Regions from separate parts of the Mus musculus genome. Here all the other regions are linked to region 5. The links are chromatin contacts, called in public Hi-C maps. All regions are on one chromosome and are shown on one strand. The core of a region is the stretch at or near the end of the contact, and the rest is flanking DNA. Distances in the headings are between cores, read along the strand shown. Region 1 has its middle 25 kb from the start of Gm32028. Region 2 has its middle 13 kb from the start of Gm32144. Region 3 overlaps Vti1a (vesicle transport through interaction with t-SNAREs 1A). Region 4 overlaps Vti1a (vesicle transport through interaction with t-SNAREs 1A). Region 5 overlaps Tcf7l2 (transcription factor 7 like 2, T cell specific, HMG box).

The links. Hi-C and Micro-C count contacts between places; a contact is called where the count stands out from the background.
Region 1: a Hi-C map of the N1E-115 cell line shows a contact between it and region 5, with 5 times the contacts expected there. The contact joins two enhancer-like sites. A contact is called at or near these places in 1 of 15 datasets of contacts at CTCF or cohesin (the NIH/3T3 cell line), 9 of 484 Hi-C or Micro-C datasets (B cells, the G1E-ER4 cell line, the N1E-115 cell line and 5 more), 3 of 115 datasets of contacts at active chromatin or transcription factors (embryonic basal ganglia, embryonic forebrain and embryonic midbrain) and 2 of 9 other capture datasets (adipose tissue and liver).
Region 2: a Hi-C map of the N1E-115 cell line shows a contact between it and region 5, with 4 times the contacts expected there. The contact joins two enhancer-like sites. A contact is called at or near these places in 1 of 39 promoter capture datasets (cancer-associated fibroblasts), 1 of 15 datasets of contacts at CTCF or cohesin (the NIH/3T3 cell line), 22 of 484 Hi-C or Micro-C datasets (the C2C12 cell line, the N1E-115 cell line, adipose-derived mesenchymal stem cells and 13 more) and 5 of 115 datasets of contacts at active chromatin or transcription factors (astrocytes, embryonic basal ganglia, embryonic forebrain and 2 more).
Region 3: a contact with region 5 is called in a Hi-C map of the N1E-115 cell line, with 2.6 times the contacts expected there. The contact joins two enhancer-like sites. A contact is called at or near these places in 3 of 484 Hi-C or Micro-C datasets (the N1E-115 cell line, embryonic stem cells and myocytes), 10 of 115 datasets of contacts at active chromatin or transcription factors (astrocytes, embryonic basal ganglia, embryonic fibroblasts and 6 more) and 4 of 9 other capture datasets (adipose tissue, embryonic stem cells, liver and 1 more).
Region 4: a Hi-C map of the N1E-115 cell line shows a contact between it and region 5, with 4 times the contacts expected there. The contact joins two enhancer-like sites. A contact is called at or near these places in 1 of 39 promoter capture datasets (cancer-associated fibroblasts), 2 of 15 datasets of contacts at CTCF or cohesin (large pre-B cells and pro-B cells), 57 of 484 Hi-C or Micro-C datasets (B cells, the C2C12 cell line, DN3 thymocytes and 30 more), 16 of 115 datasets of contacts at active chromatin or transcription factors (astrocytes, bone marrow-derived dendritic cells, craniofacial prominence and 10 more) and 4 of 9 other capture datasets (adipose tissue, liver, macrophages and 1 more).

Annotation. Positions count from the first base shown.
Region 1 is chr19:56,201,233-56,203,932 of GRCm38.p6, reverse strand. No RefSeq gene overlaps it. Among named protein-coding and RNA genes, the nearest start is that of Gm32028, 25 kb to the right of the region's middle. Within about 2 kb of position 1,277, at least 28 of the 459 cell types and tissues checked have an H3K27ac peak or open chromatin away from gene starts, as enhancers often do. A contact at or near this core is called in the N1E-115 cell line, where this site is marked.
Region 2 is chr19:56,252,273-56,255,059 of GRCm38.p6, reverse strand. No RefSeq gene overlaps it. Among named protein-coding and RNA genes, the nearest start is that of Gm32144, 13 kb to the left of the region's middle. Within about 2 kb of position 1,304, at least 26 of the 459 cell types and tissues checked have an H3K27ac peak or open chromatin away from gene starts, as enhancers often do. A contact at or near this core is called in the N1E-115 cell line, where this site is marked.
Region 3 is chr19:55,594,328-55,597,094 of GRCm38.p6, reverse strand. The region is part of intron 7 of Vti1a (vesicle transport through interaction with t-SNAREs 1A); the gene reads right to left. Among named protein-coding and RNA genes, the nearest start is that of Gm41871, 110 kb to the left of the region's middle. Within about 2 kb of position 1,489, at least 46 of the 459 cell types and tissues checked have an H3K27ac peak or open chromatin away from gene starts, as enhancers often do. A contact at or near this core is called in the N1E-115 cell line, where this site is marked.
Region 4 is chr19:55,417,320-55,420,113 of GRCm38.p6, reverse strand. All of the region lies in intron 5 of Vti1a (vesicle transport through interaction with t-SNAREs 1A), which reads right to left. Among named protein-coding and RNA genes, the nearest start is that of Vti1a, 100 kb to the right of the region's middle. Within about 2 kb of position 1,488, at least 14 of the 459 cell types and tissues checked have an H3K27ac peak or open chromatin away from gene starts, as enhancers often do. A contact at or near this core is called in the N1E-115 cell line, where this site is marked.
Region 5 is chr19:55,907,820-55,910,519 of GRCm38.p6, reverse strand. It overlaps Tcf7l2 (transcription factor 7 like 2, T cell specific, HMG box), which reads right to left. Exons shown (of 15, transcript NM_001331146.1): 6 at 1,965-2,097. Among named protein-coding and RNA genes, the nearest start is that of Gm52391, 29 kb to the left of the region's middle. Within about 2 kb of position 1,374, at least 9 of the 459 cell types and tissues checked have an H3K27ac peak or open chromatin away from gene starts, as enhancers often do. A contact at or near this core is called in the N1E-115 cell line, where this site is marked.

The sequences.
Region 1 (2,700 bases), core at 28-2,527, 290 kb before region 5:
GGGAACACACCCTAAGAAACATAACGCTTTTTCTCGGTTTTTATTTGTGGACATACTCCAAGTCCATCCCATATTGGTAGCGGGAATCATGGAGCCAAGTAGACTGATGGAGCTACCATCATATCAAATAGTCCGAATTTCAAACAGCCGAGGAAAGAATTTCGGATGTCTAGCTTCAGATGTGAAAGGCACATGGGTCATTTCTGCGCAAAGTCATTGGTCAATCTAACCACAACCGGAGTGGGAGGAGCTGTGTCTGGAGGAGGGTGTTCATTCTCTTTACTCCTGTCCTCTAGTACTAGCTGCTTCATTCTATCTTCCGGAAGGATGTTCCGTAACCCACAGCCGGCTTTCCTGGAAGATGTAGTGTTCTTCCTGGGGATATGGGGATGGGAGAAACAGACAGCCTATATAAACTCCAGAGCTAACCACAGGAAGCCCCGGACCAGCTACATGTGCGCTGTGGACCCCGCTCTGACACTCGGGACCGGGCACCCTTTTGAGTTTCTCCCTTTTTGAGCTATGGGCCCAGCAGGCCTGGGGCAATGTTTCAGGAGAGGTCTCTAATTTTTGTATCTAGCATCTGCTTCATGCCTAAAGAAGTAGAGTTCTTGGACCCTGCTGTTGACCCCCGGGGGAAACTAAGTAAGCAGTTTGATACCCCATTTTTCTTAGTCCCAGGCTCTCTTTTGTGTTACATAACTGTGGTTGTCAGGTTCAATCTGATTATTTCGCTGGGTAGACTAGCAAGCGTTTGGATGAATTGTCCCTTGCCCCTAAGCTCAAATGCTCATATTTTCAGTTCAGTGCGCAGAAGGCCCTCACAGGGTCCAATCTGGGTTTCTTTTTCCTTTTCTTTTTCTCCCTCCTTCCTATTCTTTCCCTCCAGTAATATTCACAGCATTTCCCATTCTCTTTTGGAAGCAGTCTCAGTCTGTAGCCCAGGCTGGCCTCGGACTGGCGCCAGTCCTCTTGCTTCAGCAGCATTCATGCTGGGATTACAGATGACACAATCACGTCCGGCTTTCCAGTTTTCTGTTTCTGTCATAATTTATCATCCTGTTTCCCAACCCCTTCCTTTAGAGACCTGGTCCCTGTGGATCTATAACTTCTAGGAGAGCTGGGGAGTGGGGGTGGGGGTTGAGACTGTGTGTACCAAGTTCAATTTCCACACCTTGATGGTTTTACCCAAGGCAGCCTCCATGGGCGGGCAGAGCAGGAGTGGGTGGGCAGACCTGCTCATTCATGGCTCTGTGATTGCGAGTGTGCAACCCTGCAGCCCTGAGTCACACTGACAGATCGCCTGTCTGGACTTTGTTTATTTAGAATGCTGCAGACACCCAGAGGCTGAGGATGAACAAGCATCCGAATGTTATGTTGTCACAATGCAGTCTCCTTGGGCATATCAAGTGCCAGCTCCATCTAGAAACCCAAGGGACCACAATCTGGACTCCCTAACCAACAGGTACAATCATTTCAGATCAATATTTTAGTGTGGTATTATCCAGTTTGTGATCAAAGCTTTCAGAGGCTGAGAGGAATTCTCATGTCCAATCTGGAATTCTTAGAGCCTCAAGTCCTCATCAGGACAGGCTGATCTGTAGGCATGTTTGGGTTCTGTTGCTTTTTTCCTGAGCTGGGTCCAAGATGTTGCCCTAGATGTGAGAGCCTCTCCTTGGCAGACTTTGACAGAGCATGCTGTCAGAAGAGTCCTAAGAATTAAAAGAGGGTTTTCTTGTGTTCTTTTCAGGAAATAAATGTAAAAGATTCAAAACTGTGTTCACACAAATTTTCCTCTGCTGATGTCCAGCTGGGGAAAGATGGGAGAGGAACAGAGAGAGAGAGAGAGAGAGAGAGAGAGAGAGAGAGAGAGAGAGAGAGAGAGAGAGAGAGAGACCTGGGCTTGATTTGCTAAAGGATGGAGCTGGGGACCACCTTGCTCTGGCCTGGAGGTGCCACAAGATGGCAGCATTTCTGAATCTTCTCAGTGCTCAGGGGGCCAGCCTGCAGGGCACAGGGCTGCCTTGGCCTGACCTGTCTTCCCTGCATTAAGAAGTATTAAGAGGTCCAACCAGAACATCTGCTTGAAGGGCTGGATATCCACAGTCCAGCTCTCTCAACAACATCAACTCAGTGGCCATGTGGACCCTACATTGGATTGACTTAGTTTTTTAAAGAAACTGCCTTTTGGCCAGCTGTTGTACAAAGCTAAGGAACTCTGGGGTGCATTAGGAAGCACAGCCTTTGAGCCTCAGTCTGGGCACTGAGGGCTCCATCAACTGTCTGGCATCAAGGCCAGAAGCCCTGCTCTTCCAACCTCCAACACCAGGATCTAACAGCCTAACAGGCAGTTTTGTCAAGGCAACCCTTCTTGGTGTGTATCCTGGACAGCTTACTCACTTACTCGCTTGTAAATCAACATTCATTTGGCAACTTTTGAGCCAGAGTCTCCAGGGAAACAGAGTAAAGCTCTTCCATCATGGAATCTGCATCTCGGATGTGCCGCTGGAGGCCAAGTTCATGAAACTTTGTTGCGAAGGGTCTTGTAGGGTGATGACTGGGACTCTAGAAGCCTCCATCACCTTCTAGCTGAGCCTCTGCGTCTGTTTTCTGAGATGTTGTGTGTGTTATTGGAAGCAATTAAAGAGCAAATAGGTTATGTGAATTTATCATAGGCTAGATGAGAGCTGTTTCAGGTAC
Region 2 (2,787 bases), core at 55-2,554, 340 kb before region 5:
GGCAAGGCTCTTACTTACTCCCTGGCCCTGATCCTTTAGCCCAAGATCTCTGGCCGAGAGGAAGGCACAGGGAGAAAACAAAGTGCATGAACTACCATCATGAACACCTGGGGGCGCTAGAGAGCAGGCACCGCCCTTCCCAGGGGTCTGGGGAGGCAGAGGGAGGAGGGGCTAATACATGATGCCTGTGGTCTCAGGAGCAGTGTGGACAGAAAGGTCCCGAGCTGTCTATCACCAAGATGACCTCACAGCAGCAATAATAAAACCCTAACTTCAATTTGCTGAGAACAAGCCACGCCAGGCTCCCCCTCACCCTCAGGAAATATTTACAACTGCACTTCCTGGCTGGTGTCCTTACTGTTCCCATTTTGCAACCAAACACACTGAGGCTCAGGGAGTTCAAGGAACTAAGACTTCCTTAAAAAGTGCAATATGCCAGGCCTGCATCCCCATCTAGTAAGGCCAGCCTGGGGTACAGAGAGAGTCCAGTCGTTGGATCCCACAACACACATGCATGCATACATTCACAAAAGCCAAGATCAGGACTTAGTGTGGGGTTTTTTGGGTTGTTTGTTTGTTTGTTTGTTTGTTTGTTTGTTTTTTGAGACAGGGTTTCTCTGTGTAGCTCTGGCTGTCCTGGAACTCACTCTGTAGAGCAGGCTGGCCTCGAACTCAGAAATCTGCCCGCCTCTGCCTCCCAAGTGCTCGGATTAAAGGCGTGCGCCACCACTGCCCAGCCTTAGTGTGTTTTCTTAACATCAGAGTTCAGAATTCTTCCACTTCCAGCTGCCACTACGGAAGCCTCTACTGAAACGTCAGTCACAGTTGGTCTGATCTGCAGGGGATGTTTCCTTTGTGGGTTTTGCTTGTTTTCTGTCGACAATTCAGCTATCATGAATTAAAGTGAATCTGGGCGAGGGACGTGGCTGTGTGGACAAAGGTGCTTGCTGATAACCTGAGACCACACAGTAGAGTATATGTTCTTTTCTTACCTCCACAGAGGTGCCATGGCACCCCCAAGTCAACCAACCGATTGATCAGCCAGTTGATTGACTGATGGATCCAGCCATTAACCAATACAATAATTTATTTAACAACTGCATCTAAGCTGGAGGCAGAGTCTTAAAGTCAGTTGAAGTCTGGGAGCTGAGCACTGACAATGTGGAGCCCGCCCTAGGTCCTCCTGACTCTCTATCCCACCCTGCAGCTCACCAGCCTGCGTGCAGTCTTGCGATGTCCTCTTCCTCTCAGGCTTGCCTGAAGAGCAGACACTCCCCACCCTGAAGGATAGCTCTCCTCCTGCTGCCTCTCTGGAAGCAAGCGTAGCCCATTTCAAGTACAGATAGAGGCCATGAGGCCATGGACGGGTCTCCTAACCTGTTTCTCTGAGCCTCGGTGTCCTCAATCTGTAAGACCGATATCTCCTTCCATTGCTGTGATAAAATACTCTGATAAAAAAACAAAGGCAGAGAGAAAGTGTTTAACCCATCCAGAGGTTACAGGGACTACATCGTAGCTGCGCATGCTCAGTGCTCCTGGCATTGCAAAGCAGAACACAGAAAGAACAGAAAGTGAAACTTGGCTGTAACACGTCAAAGGCCCCCCCCAGCCCCCCCCCCCCAGATGGATTTCATCCAGCGAAACCTCACAGTCTGGTTGTTCCATAACCTCTCCAAACGCCTCCTGCTGAGACCCGTCTGAATACAGATGTTTATGCAAGACATTTCACATTCAAATCGCAATGAAGTAGCGCTGAGTTACACAAATCTCAGTTGCCCCCAGTTGCTTTTATCTGTCACTGAATAAGAAAAGGAAAAACTGCCCCTCAGCTGAGTATGGTGGTACACACCTGTAGTTCCAACCCTTGAGAGGCTGAGGCAGGAGGATCACTGTGAGTTTGAGGTCAATCTGGACTATATATAGTATGAGATCTTCACACACACACACACACACACACACACACACACACACACACACACACGTAGGGTTATGGGGTCCCGAGTCTGCTCTGCTACAGGGCTGGGCTGTAGGGCAGCCCAGGGACACAACTCTGGAGGTGGGGAATTGCAGTCTGAGAGCTGGAGCAGGCTCAGGGTCCCCAGGCCTGTGAGGAGGCCAAGGCTGGGGCTGTCTGGTTCTCAGGCTCACAGACACCCAGGCACCTATGGAAGCCTTGGAAAAGCTGAGAATGGAGTGGGGACCCTCTGGTTGGATCTGGCCCGAGGGCGGTGTGTGTGTGTGTGTGTGTGTGTGCTTGTGTGTTGTGGGGTTAGGAGGAGCTCCAGCTGGTCCCACGAGGAAAGTTCTTGGCTTGACTGCAAAAGTAGGCTTGAGTTTGGGCTCGATCTTGGCTTGGAGCATAGAGAGGCCTTCTACAGATTAGACAGCCGCTCTGTAGGCAAAGGCCTTCTCCATGGCTCCCCAAGGCGGATCATGAAGAAAAGAGGAAGTCCATGGTTTTAAGACATTTATTGTCATGGCGGAAAGTGGATGAGTAAGACTGTGTACCCCACTTCTCAGGGTGGACCTGAGGTTAAATACCTTTTTGCAGGGAAGAGTGTCTGGGAAGGAAAGCTTATTGCCTACGTCCCCCAACCTTTAGGTACCTCATAAAAATAGAGATCTGTCTTGAACCTATGTGACCACACTTCAAATCCTCTACCTGTGGAGGGGCTTGGAGCGTTGCCCCTAAGTGACTGATGGGCACAAATCTATGGGGGGCCGAGACTAGTGACAGGGACCTGGTGTGCAGGAACCGGTGAAACACGCCTTTCATCTCCTTTAGGA
Region 3 (2,767 bases), core at 240-2,739, 310 kb after region 5:
GAGGAACCTTGCGGGGCATCTAGCCAGGCCAGTCCTGTTCCGAGCAAAAGCCCTGACAAGTGGCACTTCAAGAATGCATCCATTTCTGGAATGAACCGTGGCAGCAGCTGAGAGTCTCTTTGCAAACACTTGCTAGCAGCCTGGGACAGATAAGAAGAGAACTGTGTCTGGTGAGGGGGTCCAGAGGGAGTTTAGGGAGACCAAGTGCAATTAGCCCACCGGACAACAGCTCTAGCACCCCTGCCATAATTCTGGCTGATGGCAGTGACACCTACTGATGAGAGCGTGGTCAACTCTAAGTTGCTCTTTACCGGGACCCCACTGTCCCACTGTGATGTGACACCAGGCATAGATGTTTCCACTTGGAAGCCTCAGGAGGAGAAAGGGCATGGAGGAAAAGGAAGCCACAGGCCCTTCATGCAGGCTGTCTCATCTGAGTGTATTGAGATGGCATTCCCAGCCTGTCTTCCACGGGAAATGTTCTAGCCAGGAACATAGTGATAGGCAAAACCAGACTGGCCCTGCCCTCATGGAACTTTCAGACCTCAAAAAAAAAAAAATAAACGGACCCCCTCCCCCTCCCCGGTGGATGGCATTTCCTCAGTCTAGAGACACTGCAAGGATCAGACTTCATACTTTGGGAGATTACATTTGCTCTCTGCCCATGGACTGAGCTTACCCAGAGCCCAGACAGGGCTTGCCAGTGTGTGTGTGTGTGTGGGGGGGGGGGGTGAAGAATGTGCTAAGGGCATCTGCCTGCAGTGGTACAGTGGAAAGGAGAGGAAGGAAAAGAACTTAGGAAAACAAAAAGCTGGGGATCAGGGTGGGGAGAAGAGGGCAGAGGAAGTGGAGACCGGGTAGTGACAGACCAGTGGGCCACCGTGATGACTTTGCTTTCTACTTATCAGCTAGGTGGCTTTGAGTAAATCATCAACCTTTCTGATATTTACCTTCCCGATCTATAAAATGGGAGCCACAATGCACACCTGATAAGGTCAGCACGGGGTAAGTGGGAGAGCCCACCTGGGGCTGTCACCTGACACCTGGGAAGTCCCGCAACACTCGGAGACAGCCAGGCTCCAGCCTCCCCCCCCCCCCAACCCCCAACATACATGCTGCCTCCAGAAGTCATGAGGAGGAAAATGGGCTGACTTTTCAATCTTGCTTTCAAACACTCACAAGTTGGATTCTGACATAACGTGTCCATCTAAGGAAGGAAGCTACATGTGAAATTGCTAAGCTCCTTTCCCAAAAGCACCTTGCTGCCCAAACCCCTGATTATCAACATTCCAGGTGTCCGGGTAAGTGTGGAATTAAACAGTTAGTATTGACAACTCAGAGCTGAATGCTAACAAGTAGCTTGTAACAGGAAGCGAATCTCTGGGAATCTAGAGATCGGGACAACAAGAGCAACAAGAGAAGATTGTAGGAGAGGAGCAGGCCCTACAGAGCAGCAGACCTACAGCACACAGGCTATGCAGAGGAGGGCCTCCCCTGCTCTCCAATCCCACCTGCTGAAGGGATGCAATAATATCTGGATGTCTGTTCAGAACAACCCACACAGAAACTGTACACATGTGTATACACACACACACACACACACACACACACATGAGAGACAGACAGACAGACAGAGAGACAGACACCCCGCCCCAATAAAGTAATGAAAACCACTTGCTGGCTGGAAACGGTTGAAGATGATCTAATTGTCAAAGCAAAGATTTAATGCACTGGCCTTTTAGAGGAATCATGTGAGCACACACTTACAGACCAAAGGGACATTTTCAAACTCCTGGTTATCCTGAAATGGCTCAAAACAGGTCTGGCTCCCCACACTGGCTTCTATGAGTGTGCCTGAGTCTCTATTAAGCTACTGGGCTATGAAAAGACAGGAGGTCTACGCTGTAGAGCCTGGTGCCTTTTTGTTTGTTTGTTTGGTTGGTTTTTTAAAAGTCACTGCTAAGTCCTGCTGAGCTTATCTGTGTGTCAAAAATCTAGTCTCCATAAAAAGATAACTCAGGTGGCCACTGGTTTACAAGCTCAAATGCCACCTCCTTAACTTTCCAGAACAGAGCTATCATTTCCCACTGCTCATGCCCTGTTTACCCCACTGAAAGGATTTTGACCCACAGGAGACTGCCTAGTGGACAGAGATAGCTGGCCCTGGCAAGGGAAATCCCTGCAAGCGCAATGTGGTTGTCTGTACTGGTACTGTGGTGTCTCGAGTCTGGTTATGATAAACATGACCACTGAAATGAAATGAAATGCTTCCTTTGCAAACTGGGATGCTTGTTGTCATTCATTCATTCATTCACTCATCCTTTGTGGTGATTATTAATGGCTTCTCTTAGGGAAGTGTGCCACTAACTTCCTGAACTTCTGTTGCAGGCTTCTCCCTTCTTCTGCCAAAGCTTGGTCATCTTGCTATGTCACAAAATGCTGGCATCACAAAGGTGAACTTTAGTAGACCAGGATTTCTTCATTTAGATGAAATAGCAAACAACCCTCGAAGCCACAACGAAAAAACCTGATAAGAAGACACTCACGTCTCACAGTAGCCTGCTTGAATCAAATGTTGGATGGTAGTACTGAATAAACTATACCTTACTTAAAAAATGTTAGTTACATGTATTTTATATGTGGGAGGGGAGGGTGGTATAAGAAGCTAGCTTGTGGCAGTTGGTTCTTTCAATCTATCACATAGGTCCTAGCGACTAAGTGTAGGCTGTCTGGGTGGCAGGCCCTTCACCCTTTTCTTCACTTGCTG
Region 4 (2,794 bases), core at 239-2,738, 490 kb after region 5:
AATCCATCTCAAATTAGGGAAAGAAAAAGATACAGAGGGTAGAGGAAATATAGATTCCTGGAGTAAAGATCTCTGGTTGATATTATGTAGTATGAGTGATCCATTGGGCTAAATGGCCTTTTAACAAGTAGATTTTTAGATGTATCTCATCTAACATCCAATTTTATTTTTGAGCTTTGATAGAAAATATGGAGAATCTTCCAAGAAAACCGGAAAAAGCCACATGGACAGCAGAGTGAGACATACACTCTGCATTTCTTGGCTTTATGTTTGCCCTCTACTAGCTGCACCCAAGTTAAGAATTCTAGCAGATCTGTAAGTCTCCTTTCCTTGGGGGTGGGGAGTTCAGGATGCAAGTCTTTACTCCACATGCAAATGTCATTGTTCTCTGATGTCTAATAATGAAGCTAGTCAGAGGCCACTGTTTGGTATTTTCCCAGTTAACTTACACTGTAGTACATCCAGAATCCTGCAGGGTCACTGGGTGTAGGGAACTGACCACGAAAGCAGAGGAAGGCAAGGAGCCTACTGTGTGTCACAGGGAAAACTGCATGGCATGGCATGACTCGCTTGCTCTGGAGGCAATGAGCTTTGTGCTGAGCGTGGCTTCCAATCATAGCTTTTTGGCTAGCGGGACTGTATAAAACACCAGTCCTTATGCTTTGGGCTAAGGGCATGCTCCCTCAGGCCCAGGACCATTCCCACCGCGCACTCCACCACTGGTGTGACTGCACTCCGTCCCTGGATGAACCAGAAGCATGACTGGTGTGGAAAGCACCTCACTGGTCTCATGTCATGGTGAAATGGAATGTTTTCATTTCACAGCAATCCGGTTAAAATACATGTCATTGCCCCATTAAACAGTGGAGACCATTTCCTATTTATTTATTTATTTATTTAATTGACTTAAAGCTCCTTTTACAAATGGACTCCCTGGGCTGTTTACAATTAGTACGATGGCTCTTTCTTTAATGACAATTCTCTTCTTATGATGTCAAGTCTCCTCGAGTTTTTCCGTTCAAGATAAAGAGATAAAATAAGCAAACAAGTGCAGACTGCAAAAACAAACTGCTTCTGAGGATTTAAGTGTGGGATGCCTTCAACAGTGCCCAGCCCCACCCACACCTTCCATGCGGAGCCTATCTAGCACAACAATGCTGGCATTGTCTTCCTTGAATTCAGCAATGCCAAGGAGAGACAGAGGCTTTCCTCTAGTCACACAGGGCCAGGTAATTGATGACCTAATAAACTGCTTCCTGGGAACAACTACCTTAACATGTAGGGTTTTGTTATGGGTACTTTTAAGGGACCCTAAGATATTTGTCCAAGACTGGTGTTCTATGTTATAGATAAATAAGTTCCCTTATGACAGACACTGGATCCATGGAACACTCCTAGTTTTTCCTTTAAATTTGGATGGGATAAGCCGGATGGGGGGGATATTTACACAGAGCTTGGGACAAACAAAACAGATCAGGGGACTGTGAAGCCCATTATGAGATTCTAAAGAAGCCACTTGGTCTCTCAGCTTCCATTACCTGCTGCACTGTCTCCCCAGCTCCAACAGTGTAAATTCTTACGACACGGTATTGGATGCACAGGAACAACTTAGTAAATGTTGTATGTCTATTAAAATTCTTTCATTTTCATTTTTACTAGAGTTCTTTTAGGATGAATGTGTAAAAATTCTGAAATAGATGGTTCTTTATTTGAAATACATTTCTTTATTGACACAGAAAATGGATCAAAAATGTTGACCGTGTCCCTCAGTATTGAAGTGTGTGTGTGCCTGCCATGTTCAACACCACTGGTTCTAGCCTAGCACCCAAAACACGTATCCCGCTAACCACATAATATTCAACTGTTGTCTTAGTATCTCCAGAGGAACGAACTAATACATGAACGATAGTTTCCTTTGACATTTAAACATTTTATTTCAATACTTTGCTTTCCTTCATTAAAGGAGCAACTTTAAAAATTGTCTTGTATCAAAATATGGTCCAATATCCATTGAGCAGTGGACTGCATCTTATACTAATTGACCCAGCTGGAAATCAGATCCGCCCAGCAGGACAGGCCATGCACGGCTCAGTCCTTAGCATCCTTTTCCTACTGGGATGCCAGAAGGAAGTCTCCTTCCTTAATTTTTACATAGGAGGTCTTGCTTTGGTTTTTGTTTTGTGTTTGCTATAGGGAAAAATAAAGATTGACTGTTACCTTAAATATGCAACCTCTAGGCAGCCATTGGTTTCTAAACAATCTTTCCTGTACCCAAACAGTATATGCTCTGGTTTCATTTTTCACAAAGGGTAGTGATATATTTGAATATGAGGCTCTTTAGAGCAGCATTTCAGTTTACATTTGAAAAAGGACCTACAAATTTAAGCAAATAGTCCAAGTGAGTGTGTGGGATACCATGCTGTGGGTGTGTACAGAAATGCCCCCCTATGCTGGATGTCCGTGACATGAGCAGAGCAGCCTGACTACACACCCCACAGAGAAGATATTCTCTACAAATAAATCGACTTTGCAGACAGGCAGGGGCTCTTTAGAACATGGGTTCTTCCAGGTCCTACCAGTTCCTATGTAAAAGTAAAAGCCCCTTTATTCAAAGCCACTGCTCGGAGAGGACAAGACTCAGGCCACCTGGCCAGAGAGCCCAATCTGGTCCACTTGAGTTGGGACACAGAAGCGAAGCTTTCAGTAAACCTGCATAGACAGGTTCTCACCTTCTCTCAGAGGCATGCTTTCAGTAACGCCATCCTACCTTCCCAGCTGTGCCCTAGACACCCAT
Region 5 (2,700 bases), core at 125-2,624:
GGGGAGCAAGGAGCGAATAAGGAAAGGGGCTGTCTCTTCTCAGCTGGAGGCCATTCCTGGCTTTTGGGGAGGAGGGGTGCGGGGGTAGGACTGTCCCAGTCTTCTTATTTTCCTACAGATCCGTTTGAACAGTGAGTTAGCTCATTCTAGATGGGCTGGAGTGATTGACTGATTGAGACCAAGGAGTCGCCATCTTGGGTATTTTTGCCTCATATGACTAAAGTGATTACTTCAAGTCAAAAAAAAAAAATCTAAAAAGACTGGCATATTTCAGGTGAGCAACTGATAATCATTAACTCCTTTTGCTTTGGAACTGGGTCAGTTACCCTTTATTTCGGATGGCTTGCCTGTGTCAGAGCTATATTTCGGATCTGTAAGGCTTAAATAATTAAATTTAATGTTTTGAGACAGGAGTCTTAACTATACAGCCCACACTGACTTTGAACTCACAGCCCTCTTGCCTTCTTAGCCTCCTAAGTGCTGTGATTACAGGCAGCCTTGTAACTCACTATGAGTCACAGAGGTGTGACCTGATTTCCTTACAAAAAACCCGACTCCTCAAGCTGGCCAATTCTCCCATGAAGAGAATCTGCAGAAACCGAGTGTCAGGTGGTGTCTGTCCCCCAGTAGTCAGAACTGAACTGATAGAAGAAGCTGGGGGCTTGGTGGGTTCAGCTCTGGACCACGATTCCCTGGAGGGCCGAGGCATATGTGGGCACTAGCCTCACTTGCTCACTGGGTATTCCATGGGCCAGAGGGGCTGCAAGCCTCCCGGAGGCCTGTAGAAGAATAAGCTGAAAGTACACACCACGGCTCACTTCCTATCTGCACAGGACACATGTCTAGTCATTCATCCTTAGGAAGAGGAGTCCGGAGAGCAATTTAGCTCGAGAGCAATGGCTCTGCCCAGCCGCTCAGTCCGAGGGGGAGGCCAAATGGACACAGTGCGTCAGAACTCACCCAAGATCGAAGGGGCAGGACGGAGATGGAAACTATCTCAATTTTCAAGAAATTCATTCAGGAAACTTTTAATCTGTAAATTAAGTCTCCCCGGGTGACATTTTGACGCAGACATTGCTTTCTCTCTATTACAGAAAGCAAAGAGATTAGCTGGGCTTGGACCCTACACTGAGCCATTTGCACACTTGAAAGAATGTTCGCAGAGGAAAATAAACACTCCTCAGACGTTAATCATATGGTTTACGATAACCATTTAAAAGCTATTCCCTGGCCTACCATTATTCAAATGAGATGCTGCCTGCTGCAAGTGAAGCCTTGTTACTTGGCGGAGCCTCAGGCAGGCTTGGCCGCCTCCTCCAGTCAGTCAAACTGCCAGGCTGCATCCAGCATCCACACAGAGTGCTCAGAGAGGCTGCCTGCCATACTAGATCCTTACGTAGAGGGCGCTATAAGCTAGACCTGCTTTTCCTGACAGGTGTAGAGACTGAATGCAGTGTGCAGCCTCTGCTTATGACACTGCTGGATGAAATGAGGAAACCTTCCTAGGCTTCAGTTTGTACATCTGTAAAATGGGCTCACAATAAACATCCGAGATATTGGAATGGGAGAAGAAAATGCACAGTGGTCTAGTGATCTGCAAGGAATACAGACTCCGGGTGATGTGGTCCCTTAAGAATACACTTAAGAATATAAGTCACTCTCAAATGTCCGGACTCCTTCAAAATCATGATGTAATCTCATTGCTACCTAGTTTGCTTAGGAAGGTACCAAGGCCAGCTTTCCCAAGCAGCCAACTCCAAAGGTGCAGATATAAATCTTATCCCTGTAAGTGGATCTCTCCAAAGGGAAGGGGGACACAGCCCAGCACATATACCAGGCGAGCCCCACTAAGAGCTCCCAGGTGTGAATCTGAACATCTCCCACCCCGAGCCCCATCGATCCCATTTCACCCATCATGCCTGGCCCAGGCTCCTGACTGAGGCCTTCGGAGTTCCCCAACTTACCTGTTTTGGGGTCTACGTCAGCTGGTAAGTGCGGAGGTGGATTTCCCGGGGTGAAGTGTTCATTGCTGTACGTGATGAGAGGCGTGAGTGGGTGGACATGGTGGGGGTGTTGCACCACCGGTACTTTGTTCGACTGTGAGGGAGGGAGAACAAAGGGAGACGTGGTGAGCTGGGTCTCCGTAGCCCAGAGCTTCAGAGCCAGGGCCAGTGTCCCCTGTAACACCCTCCCAGCTTGATGCCATAAGATGCCCTCGACTCTGCAAACTCCCCACCTCGCTAATCCATTTTAAAGTAAGAGACGGTTGGCTCTCCACACTGGCCTACTTCAGGTCCACCTCTGAGTTCCTCTGCATCACCATTAGAACCCAAGATCTCACTTTCCCATCAGCAGGTGAGTGGAAAGTTGAGGCTTTAATCCCTTAGGCCTCTTAGAGAGGGCTTCGAACACAGTATGATCAGAATCCCACTCTAGCCTTCCTAGCCACCCTCTGGTTCCACGGGCTCAGAGACACAGCAAGCAGGTGTCCACTCACTCAACCTGGGTGAAAAGCCCCACCTTTGAATGGGAGACTGAGCTTAACCAGAAAGCTCTGGCCCAGCCAGCACCTCCATATTCATCAGGCAACCGTCAGGGAGAACTCATAAATTAACCGGACAATGATGAGTTGAGCTAATAAGCAGGATACATTCAAGAAATGGGCAGTTCTGGCCGGTGAAGTACATGTGTATGTTGTAT